2 separate regions of the Zea mays genome follow, and region 1 is linked to region 2. The links are chromatin contacts, called in public Hi-C maps. All regions are on one chromosome and are shown on one strand. The core of a region is the stretch at or near the end of the contact, and the rest is flanking DNA. Distances in the headings are between cores, read along the strand shown.

Region 1 (5,771 bases), core at 2,931-5,430, 140 kb before region 2:
CATATAATTTATTTCATTTGCATATTTGTGTCTGCGAGTGATATGTTCTAACTTGTGTAATCTATTTTCTCTCTGTGTAATATGTTTTGTATGTAATCTGTGGAATCCTATGATCTGTTGTTAATTGTAACCTATGCAATATTATATATTTTGTGTAATCTGTGGCAGCATGTTGTAACTTATAATCTATGCAATATTATATATTTTTGTGTAATCTGTGGTAGCATGTGATTTATTTATTTTTAATCTATGTAATCTATATAGTTTATAATTTGTCTGTTATGTATTGAGTTTTTTGTGCGGGCCAGTGTTTGGCACGGTCCGTTTAGGCACGGTGGGCTATCGGGCCGCACCGACACGATCTAGACATGGTCGTGCCGTGCCTGGGCAGACGGCTAAGCACGTGGGCCAGCACGACCCGACCCGATCCATTAACGGGTCGTGCCTGGCCCGACACTATTTAGACCGGGCCAAATCGGGTTCGGATCGTGCCCGTGCCGAGAGGCCGTTTGGACATATATACATCCAAGGCTTAGCCTAAATCTCTAGTCCTATAGTCGCTAGGTCCATCCACACATAAGAGCCTTGGGAGCTCCTCCCTCTCTCGCCTGTTTGTAAACACCTGCTATGAGCATTGAGCAATAAAGATGTTAGTAGTGCGAGACGTCGAAGAATAAATGTATGGACGTTCTTCCCAAACCAATATAAATCTTGCACGCACCGAACATATGATCTAGACCACAGAACGCGCACACACAAATTTACTTATCGGAGTGTAGGTTAGAAACAACGACAATTCTAATTTATATATGCTTTTATTTATTGTTAGATTTTGGCCATGTTTTGACATTTCACTAGAAAAAAACAAAGACCTCGACTAGAGAAAAAGAATATTATTTGATTGACTCCTCTCGTATGTGTCAAGTGCTCGAGTCACGGCACCCCATAGAAAACAAGATTGAGAAGTCCTTTAAAAACGCAGGAATTTTATAGAAATGATATAGTGATTTCATAGGATTTAATTCAAAAGCACATAGAAAACGCAGTATTCGGTAAATTATCCTTTGATTGAAATGAGGCCTGAGATGTCCAACGTATAGATGTAAATAATTTGTTTAGATAGATTAAAAATTTGGTCTAAGGAAGCGTAGTTCCGTTTCAAAATGGTTTTATGTTCGGTCTAATATACTGTACTGTACGTACTTCAGTATTACTATAGTGCTGTTAATGACTATATATGTGCAACATTGTATACTCCCTCCCTGAAGTTAAGGTAGCACCGTTCCGAAAATCCGCGTCGGCAAGGAGGTGCCAGCCAACCGTCCGTGCTCCTTGGTCCTCTCCAAGGCAAGGCATAAATGGACGGCAGCGGCGCCTGGTACACGGGTCGGTCGTACGTCCAGCAATTCGCCGGGCCATCAGGAAAGTGGCAGTGCCGCCGCTGCCTGCGGCAAGCGTGTGGTGGAAGCGGCGCGGCATCACGCGATACGCGGGCAACCGGCGCGTGCCGGTGCCTGCCGTGGTGGGCGCGCGTCTGTACTGTACTGACTGTCGGTCTACGGCCAGCGGCCCGAAAAATAAGAAAAGAGGACCGGCGGCCGCCTGTGGCTGGTGGTGGGTGCCCCGCCCCCCCCCCCCCCCCCCCCCCCCCCCCGCGTCGCGATCCAAGCAACACGTCCGCGGGCCGGCTGATGCCGACATTTTGGTGGTGGGTGCCCACCCGCGGCGCGGCCCCTTTTCGCGCTCGCCGGGCTCGTCCGTCCGTCCGTCCACGCCCCTCATGTGATCTTGATTGATATGCCGCGCCCGCGCGCGACTCGGCGGCCGTCCGGCTGTTTTCCCTTGGATGACCGATGACCTGACCTCTCCCGCGCGCGTCTCGTCCATCTAGGATTGGATGACCTCACCTCACGAGGCTGAAGGAGCATGTACGTACGAGCAGTAGCTGTGCTGAAAAGTACTAGCACTGGAAGCTCGTCCGTCGCATTCACAGGAGATTGCCGGATCGGCTGGTTCTTCTTCTATCGACTCAATATATTTAACTCGACTTATTAGATAAACTTATTATATAAAAAAAACTGTTCATCATACATGCCGCTCTTTGTACCATGCATAGAGTAGATCTATTAACTTTGTCACGCAAAAATAAACACAAGGAAACCTGTCTTGGATTAAGCAAAAGTTTCACGTTCAAATCCATATACTACATGGCATACATGGATGGACTGGACTGTCGCACCCGCCTGATTGAAACTGCGAAATGCTGCTTTGAAGTACGGCGAATTTTGTAATTACAACAGCAGAGCGATGTTTCGTGACCACAATAACGCCAAAAAGGGTTTGCTCAAATTGTTCCGGATTAAAGATAATTATTTAGACTGATATAGCTATAGTTTATAGAGACAAAAATATTATAGAAACTGTAAAAGCCGATATGGATTAAAACTAAATAAGCAAGAAAAAATTCGGTTCACATTTTCTACCATCAGGACGTACCTCACCCGTCAAGCGGGGAAAAACGGCACCTCTACCTTCCAATCGAGAGTGAGTCTTATCCGGGAAGTAGTTTCCACGGCGACAAAGTTCGCTCACGTTGACGGTATGTTAAGACGTCTCTAATGGCTGTCTCAAATAGCTAGTTAATGTTAAGCTAAAATAAGAATAAAAATAGTAATTTATTTTATCACTAGTATTTGGTTTTACACGTAATACACTCAATTTTTTAGAATATGTTTAATTTTATATCTATTTGGTCGTCGCTTTTTTTCTATATTTTCTATTAAGTAGAAAAGAGAGTGAATTTAGTTATTAAAATAGCTAGCTATTTGGAGACGCTCTCTTATGTCTTAGCGGCGCAACTCGGCGTGGAGATCGCAGAGGGAGGCGTGCGCGGAGGATGGGACAACAGTGCGGCGATGCAGGCCGCCGCGGCCCCCACGTGTCTTTACGCTCCGCTGCGTGCGCGGCCGATGCCGATGCCGACGCCGACGCTACGTCGCTACCCCGGGCGGGGCGCGCACTGCACTGCCTGACACCAGCTAGGGACGCACGGATCGTGATGCGTCGTCTTCCTCGCCCATGGGGCCCCCACGACGTGCTCGCGCCGCCTGGCGTGGCGTGCCGCTCCCTGCCCCGCTCCAGGTGGGCCCTCGTGCGGCGGCTTTGCCTTTGCGTCCGTCTTCGTGCATCCTTCGGCCTTCGCTTTTGGGGTATCCGATTTTCGCTCCACGCCCTCCAGTCTCTCGTTATTGCCTCAGAGCCCTTGCTCTAGAAGAAAGTCACGGGAAGGATTAAGCTGCTCTTTGACAGCGAGTTAAGCGATAATAACTATTATTCACCATATTCGCTTAACTTTAATCCGTACAGATTTCTATTATTTCTACATTATTTTGGTCCCTATATATTATAGCCGAAGCAGTTAAAACAACCGACTTTAATTCGAAGCAAACATTAAATTACAACTTTTTAAACAGAGTGAGCTTAAATTAGGCTAATCACAAATATCATTTCATAACACTTTTTCCGACACTGTCACGTCATAAAAAAATGTCATTAAACTAAGAATCAAACAATATCTCTCGTTGCAAACTAAGAATGAAACCATACTAATTGTGTTTATAGGCAGTGCTCTAGCTTGATCACAGGAGAAAACTATGTGTATAGCGAACATGATTTTGAAAGTTTTCACATCAACAGTAGATGGGAATGATTTGTGGGAAAGCAGTGATATGCTATATTTTTCCATTGTATTCTAATTTATTAGATTGCATGAGAACTTCGGTGTAAGCAGTGTGGACTTTTTTTTTTTAAAAAAAAAGAGAGAGAATACTTAAAGATGGGTTCACTTGGGAAGAAGACCCGGCAGCGATTGCGCTAAGACCATCAGAGTGGAGGGACCTAAAAGGGAAACGGCACCCGTAACACCTGCCATACGTTACGTAATTTTGCAGGCCGGCAGGTGGCATAATCGGAAAACGGCTGCCTAATTTTAATGGCCGCCTCGCTAAAGACGAGGGGCGGCGGCGAGGACAGGACAGTCAAACCGCTCGCTGACTGCGCCGAGTTTTATTGCCTCTCGCCGCTCCACCACTCGCGCTCCGGCTTTCCGCTGTCTCTGCTGCCCTTTTTTAACCCACCCGGCTGCCTATAAATGCCGCCCCCTCCCCGTCACCTTGTCCTAGACGCAATACACATACAGCCCCTCTTGCCCACACCACCTCGCTGAACCGGAAGACCCGCACACACACGCCACTTGTAGACCATGGCGCCCCGGGTGGCGGACAAGTCGCCTCTACCGCCGGCCACCGGCCTGGGGCTGGGCGTTGGCGGAGGAGTCGGAGGCGTGGGCATGGGCCCGCACTACAGAGGCGTGAGGAAGCGTCCATGGGGACGCTACGCCGCCGAGATCCGCGACCCTGCCAAGAAAAGCCGTGTGTGGCTCGGCACGTACGACACGGCCGAGGAGGCCGCCAAGGCGTACGATTCCGCCGCCCGCGAGTTCCGAGGCGCCAAGGCCAAGACGAACTTCCCGTTCCCCTCCCAGTGCTCCGTCGCCTCCGGTGCTGCCGGTAGCGCCAGTAGCAACAGCACCGTGGATTCGAGCGGTGGCGGTAGCGGCTGTGGCATCCAGGCGCCTATGCAGGCCATGCCGCTTCCTCCGGCTCTCGATCTCGACCTCTTCCATCGGGCGGCCGCCGTGAACGCAGTCTCCACCGGCATGCGGTTTCCGTTCAAGGGCTATCCTGTCGCCTGCCCGACGCCACAGCAGTACTTTTTCTACGAGCAGGCGGCTGCCGCGGCATCCGGATACCGGATGCTCAAGGTCGCTCCACCGGCCGTGACTGTGGCCGCGGTTGCGCAGAGCGACTCCGACTCGTCGTCTGTGGTTGATCACTCCCCTTCGCCTCCCGCGGTGACGGCAAACAAGGTGGGCTTCGAACTGGATCTGAACTGGCCCCCGCCGGCAGAGAACTAGGCAGGCCGGAGTTTTTGGCTGACGACTTAGTAGCTTCCTTTTCCCTTTTGCCTTCATCAGGAATGTTACTTGTGGTTGTTTTGGTCCTGTATGGCTGTATTCTTGTTCTGTAGACTAAGAGATGGGGAGTCTTGTAAATATTTTTTTTCCGTCGAGACGGAAATGAACTGAGATCTGTTCGTCTGTCTGATCAAGCCGGCGTTGATATGGGCTTAAGCTATGGAGTATTGATTAGTAATTGCCAAGTACTGAGGATCTATTAGTTGTTGAGGGGAAAAAATGACCCAAACGAAATCTGTCCGGAAACGCTCCCTTGCCATCTTTCCATTCAAAGCTTTGTTGCGAAACGCAGGTCTGCATTTAATTTGCGCCGCTGCGTTTCCGCCACCAACTACTCCGTATTTTGTTGCCGTCAAGGTGACACGAGAAATTTACTGTACTACTTGTTTGGTCAGTGCCGCCTCTCATTCTGCATGGCCTTAATAACTCGACAAATCTTGTTTCCTCCTTGATGAGGCTGATTTGGAGCCAAGCGACGTGCTCATCAGCTGACCGCCGATGGGTTCACCGAGGAAGCAGAACTGCAGAAGCAACGTTATCCAGGCCACTGGTTTCCGCGGCTTTCCCCGCTCCACTAAAGCAATTATTATTGTTCTCACCGCGATCAATTTGCGGCGACGGCGACGAAATACTTTTGAAATCCTTGGTTGGTCCGGTCATGGTTGTATGGCACTGGCAGCGTCGAGGAGACGGCAGGGCGCGGCCGCGTGCAGATCTTTGAGAAGGAAAAAAGCAG
Region 2 (5,278 bases), core at 83-2,582:
AGTACTAGTGCTCTGAATTTGGTGTCTTCATGTGATTTAATTTGCTGGTTTCGAAGTCGTCTTTGATATGGAACTGTTGAAGTTTTGACCTCCAATTCAACACTCATGTTAGAAATTTCCAGTGCGCCCGTGCAATCCTACGTGCTAATAACTGCGATGCATTGGGCAGGGAAACACGCCACGTTAGCAAATATCCTGCATGGTTGTCGGTTTTTTTTTTTGTACACAAGACAATACAGGTGCAACAGAAATACATGTGAAAACAATTATAATACTTCCAAGCAGTGCCTAACATATGGTTAACCCGTTGTTTTGAAACATTCGGAGTGCGAAGAGACGTGTAGACAAATATCATGTGTGAACGAATAACCAAAAAAAAAACCCGACGCACACCTACACGTTCGTACAGTACAGGAGTGCTTTCAGACGACCCCAGTTTGCCATTTTTGTGTATGCCGCAGCAAGTACGAAGCCCATTGACATCTTAGCGGGGGCAAAGACGCAAATAGTAAGCTGGGAAGGTATAGTAGGGACAAAAAATGTCACTTTCCATATAGCGCACACAAAGTTTCTACAGCAACGGCGTTGGAGTAGGATACGTACTCATTGGTGGACTTGCCGACACGAGGACCATGGAACGACTGAGGGCTAGACACTACAACCCACTCGGGTTTTATAGCTCGCAAATTAGTCTCGATAATTTTTTACAACGGAAATTATTAGAATATCTGCTACACAGGTTTCCTTTTGAAAGAGGAGTGATCCCGCATGTTCTGGAAACTCCCGCGCTGGCTCTGGCTCTGGCTCTGGCAGCTCAGCAGCTGCTCGGCCTCAGGCCTCAGCCAAGCCAGTCAGCCAGTCAGCCGGGGACCGTGGGTGAGAGGTTTTGCTCGCGTTCGTCGTCGCGCGGTCGCACCACCGCAGTACCGGGGCTGCGAGCGGCGAGCCCGGCTGCTGGGGTGCTGCTGCTACAGCGTGGGGCGTATGGGTGAGCGGCAGAGAGAAAAAAAATAAGGATGGGGGACTCGGGCGGGGCCGCTTTTACTTTAGGCGTAGCCAACATCTGGGCCGCCAATTCTCAGATAGGAGAAAAAAAAACTACTGCTACAAAAACATGCATGGGGTGCCGCGCAGTGAGTCGGGAGTCCGTTCCTTCCTATTCGCTCTGCGTCTGCGGCTGCGAGAGAGTGCGGCAGGGGCCGTCGCCTTTCGGTTTACTCTCCCACTGCCCAAGTTTAAAAATAGCAAGCAGAGAAAGAGACAGGCCGCAAACGGAGGGAGAGAAGAAGAGACACGGAGGAGAGGAGAGGAGCGGGCTAGCCAGTCTCGATCTCAGGTTCTCAAGAAAGACCCTGCAGGGAGAGCGATCAAAAAGGCTGCCGGCACGGCCGGGTAGCAGCTACAACTACAAGCTGGCCTATAGCTAGCTAGCTAGCTATAGCTGCTACAGCCGCCGAGCTCGATCCTCGGACTCGGACTGCAACGAGGAAGGAGAGGAAATGGTGGGCTCCGGCGCGGATGGGGGCGGCGGAGGGGATGACGCGCGGAGCAAAGAGGCCGCGGGGATGATGGCGCTCCACGAGGCCCTCCGCAACGTCTGCCTCGACTCGGACTGGACCTACTCCGTCTTCTGGACCATCCGTCCTCGCCCGTATGTCACGCGTGTGCCTCCCTGCTTGTTATTCCGTCTAGCTAAGCTCTCTCAGCTTCACTTCAGTTAGTTACCTTGGTGCACATGCAGGCGCTGCCGCGGCGGCAACGGGTGCATGGTCGGCGACGACAACGGCAGCCTGTGAGTGCTTTAGTTTGCTAGCTCTCCTTGCATCAATCGCTGTGTCTGTCTGTGTGCCTGTGGCCCTGTGCCGGTGCTCATCACCAACCATAACCAACCATCCGTCTGCTATGCTTTGACCATGTAATATATATAGGATGCTGATGTGGGAGGACGGCTTCTGCCGGCCACGGGTGGCGGAGTGCCTGGCGGACATGAGCGGCGGCGAGGACCCGGTGCGGAAGGCCTTCATCAAGATGTCCATCCAACTCTACAACTACGGAGAAGGGTGGGTACTATACTGGGTAGGTGCTGTGCAGGTGCAGGTGCAGGCCGTCGAGTTCGGTCGGAGTCGTGTCGTGTGCAATTTCTTTCCGACTTTCCAATCTCCACTCCCGGCTTAGCTTAGCTTAGCTTATGGCACTACTAGTATTAGGCGGTAATTATGGTGTGATGTAGACACGTACGGCGCCCATTTTTTTTCAAGTCGTGGCTGCTGCTGCTGCTGCTTTCTGCGAGGATCAAGCACGGGCGCTGCTGTCACGTGAGGGAGGGGACACGGCTGGAGTGGGGCGGTGCCTCGTGAGGCTTAAACAATCCCACCCGCGTCAGTGGGCTATAACAGCCGGATCAGCTCGTGATTAACATATTCACGATTGTGCTACGCACGCTACATGCACAGCCAGGTGCTACACGGCGTCGGGGGCAGTGTCTTTTTTTTATTTATCTTAGAGGACGATGTGAAATGAAAGAGCGACATGTCGTCAGAGTTGCGTGTCACACGTTAGCTGTCAGTCAGTCAGTCAGTCGTTCTGTGTATTTTTGTGTGTGTCTCGGCCTCTTTTGATCTCGCTTTGCTGCTGTACCGAGATTTCGGAGGCATACAATACATACATGAGTCATGGACGATAATGTGCTAATAGACAGACCCATGGGTCCGTTTGATTTGGACCGTCGCTCCCGCATGCAGGCTGATGGGAAAGGTGGCCTCTGATAAATGTCACAAATGGGTCTTCAAGGAACCTTCTGAATGCGAGCCCAACATCTCCAACTACTGGCAGAGCTCCTTCGACGCAGTACGTACTATCAGCAGCAGCTGTGCCTCTGCACCCGCTTCTTTCTCTTTCTGCACTCTGTAACGTACACGTACTCCATCCCCACCTGTTCCAAAACAAAGGGTACTTCTCATTTACTAATGGGTTAAAAGAAAATGTTTCCAATTTCAATTATGTATGTGTTAATATCCACAGTATACAGTTAATATCATTACATAGATCAGTAAATCTATTTTTTATAATGGATTTGTTTAAAGGTATAAATATTATTAAAATTTAGATATAAATATTATTAAGATTCATTACAAATTTAGTTTTTGGAGATTTTACTTTCATCCATCCTTGTACACATCCCCGCGGAGCTCTCAGACTTTTGCATCAGATCTGCTCCGCGAAAAGAAGAGAAGAATTGGATGCTCCGTCAGAGCAGCAATCGCCTGTCTGTCTGTCTGTCTGTCACCAAGAATTAACGCCACGAACGCAGTAACCTTTATTCCCTCTCGATCGGCTTTTGCTTTTGCAGCTTCCTCCGGAATGGACTGATCAGTTCGCATCAGGCATCCAGGCAAGGGAGTTGTTTGATTCACCAGCCGAATTTTCATTTGTCTTTATAATCAATATAGTTTTGGTGACATTTGTATTTTTTTTATCTGCTCTGCAGACCATAGCTGTGATCCAAGCCGGGCATGGCCTCCTGCAGCTGGGCTCTTGCAAGATTGTGAGTGCCAACTGGAGGCCCTCTCTACCTCCACCACCTGTGTTTCTATGCTTGACCTTTTGTTTTGTCGTTTCGTTTGGTCGTCGAGGACGTCTCACGGAAGCGTAGGCAGGCGAGCTAGGCTAATTAACAGCGACGTGACACTGTGCGCGCGCAGATACCCGAGGACCTGCACTTCGTGCTGCGGATGCGACACACGTTCGAGTCGCTGGGCTACCAGTCGGGCTTCTTCCTCTCCCAGCTCTTCTCGTCGGCGCGGGGCGCCTCGCCGACGCCGCCTCCTCCGGCCGCGCGTCCCCCGCCGGCGCAGCTTTTCAACTGGCCGGGCGCCCACCAGCCGCAGCTCTTCCCGCCCGGTCCGGGCGCGTTCCACCACCCGTCGGCGCGGGCGATGCCGCCATTGTTCCCAGGCGGCGGCAAGGACGAGGGCCACATGTTCCACATTCCACCGGCACACCATGGCAGCAAGCCACTGCACATGGACGAGCTCCAGCACCGGCACCAGCAGACGATGGGGGCCGGTGGCGAGGCGCCCGACGGTGAACTCCGGTGGCCCAACGGGCTGTCCTTCTTCACCGCGCTCACCGGGCGAGACGACGACGCGAAGCTGCTATTCGGTGGCCCCGGCGCCGCGGACGACGAGAAGGCGGCGCCGGACGCGCAGACCGGGCACGGCGGGGCTGGGAACGTGGAGGAGTACCTGAGCCTGGAGAGCCACTCGGACAAGGCGCCGAGCAAGGTGGAGAACGGCGCCCAGCACAGCACCAAGTCCAAGAGGAGCTTCACGTTGCCCGCGCGGGTGAGCTCGTCCACGACCACGTCCCCGTCCGTGTCGGCCTCCACGGCGCCGCAAGGGATGGAGTACCGAGGGACGCACGAGGGCGGCGTCTACTCGGACCTCATGGAGACGTTCTTGGAGTAGCTAGCTAGATCCGTAGCATGCATGATCGGTTGGTTCAAGCCTTCAAGGTCACTACAACAACAAGTGCACGCTTCTTTTTTTTTCTTTTCCTCACCGCCCTCCCAAGTCCCAAGCTTTGTTTTAGGTCTGGAGTTTTAATCGCATAATATCTTTAATTAGATTTGTATGTTCTTTGTTTTTTTCTTCTTTTCTCCTCTTCTTGGAAAAAAAATTCTTTGCATACCAGATGCAAAGCCCAACTTTTGCAGCCCCTCACATACCCCATTGCTGGTCCATACAAATAAATTAAAAATAAATTACTAAAGGGTTATTTTGTAAATTTTGATCTGTCTTTGTGGGCCTTCAAGTGGTATATGTGAGGGGCTGCAAAAGGTAGAGTTTGCATCCGGTATGCACAGAATTTTTTCCCCCTCTTCTTATAGTTGCATTGCAGCAGCTCGATCGTAACGCTAAAAAAAACCTTTGATGGATACATGCATGCATGCAAGCAAGAAGGGCATGAGTTTGCTTCCATGATGGCTGGCAATTGTATGGTGCATTGGTGCAACCGCCATGATGGCGAGGTACAATGATATGCAACACCCCAAGATTATGGGCCTTTTTTTCGCGCCAAAAGCTATCTTGGTCACAACACTGTTGCCCACTTATTGCAGGCTCCGTTCTGCACAAGCATCTGTGTTGTACCTTCAGCTGCATGCACACAAGAGTAACAGCTAGGACAGTATGATCTCAGTCAAACCTTGTTGTCCTTGTGCATGGTCACTCAAATGCACCGGAAAATTTCATCTGCATGGATTATTAGCACTGTTCAT

The links. A called contact is a pair of places that touch in the nucleus more often than the background predicts.
Region 1: a Hi-C map of tassel shows a contact between it and region 2, with 3 times the contacts expected there. The contact joins the promoter of LOC100283393 here to the promoter of LOC100274883 in region 2. A contact is called at or near these places in 5 of 25 Hi-C or Micro-C datasets (ear, leaf, tassel and 1 more).

Annotation. Positions count from the first base shown.
Region 1 is chr3:193,740,504-193,746,274 of Zm-B73-REFERENCE-NAM-5.0, reverse strand. It overlaps LOC100283393, which reads left to right and starts at 4,180. Exons shown (of 1, transcript NM_001156294.2): 1 at 4,180-5,162. The coding sequence starts at 4,262. The coding sequence ends at 4,975.
Region 2 is chr3:193,599,127-193,604,404 of Zm-B73-REFERENCE-NAM-5.0, reverse strand. LOC100274883 reads left to right here and starts at 1,332. Exons shown (of 7, transcript NM_001149142.2): 1 at 1,332-1,651; 2 at 1,742-1,792; 3 at 1,929-2,060; 4 at 2,742-2,847; 5 at 3,350-3,391; 6 at 3,488-3,544; 7 at 3,702-4,705. The coding sequence starts at 1,500. The coding sequence ends at 4,466.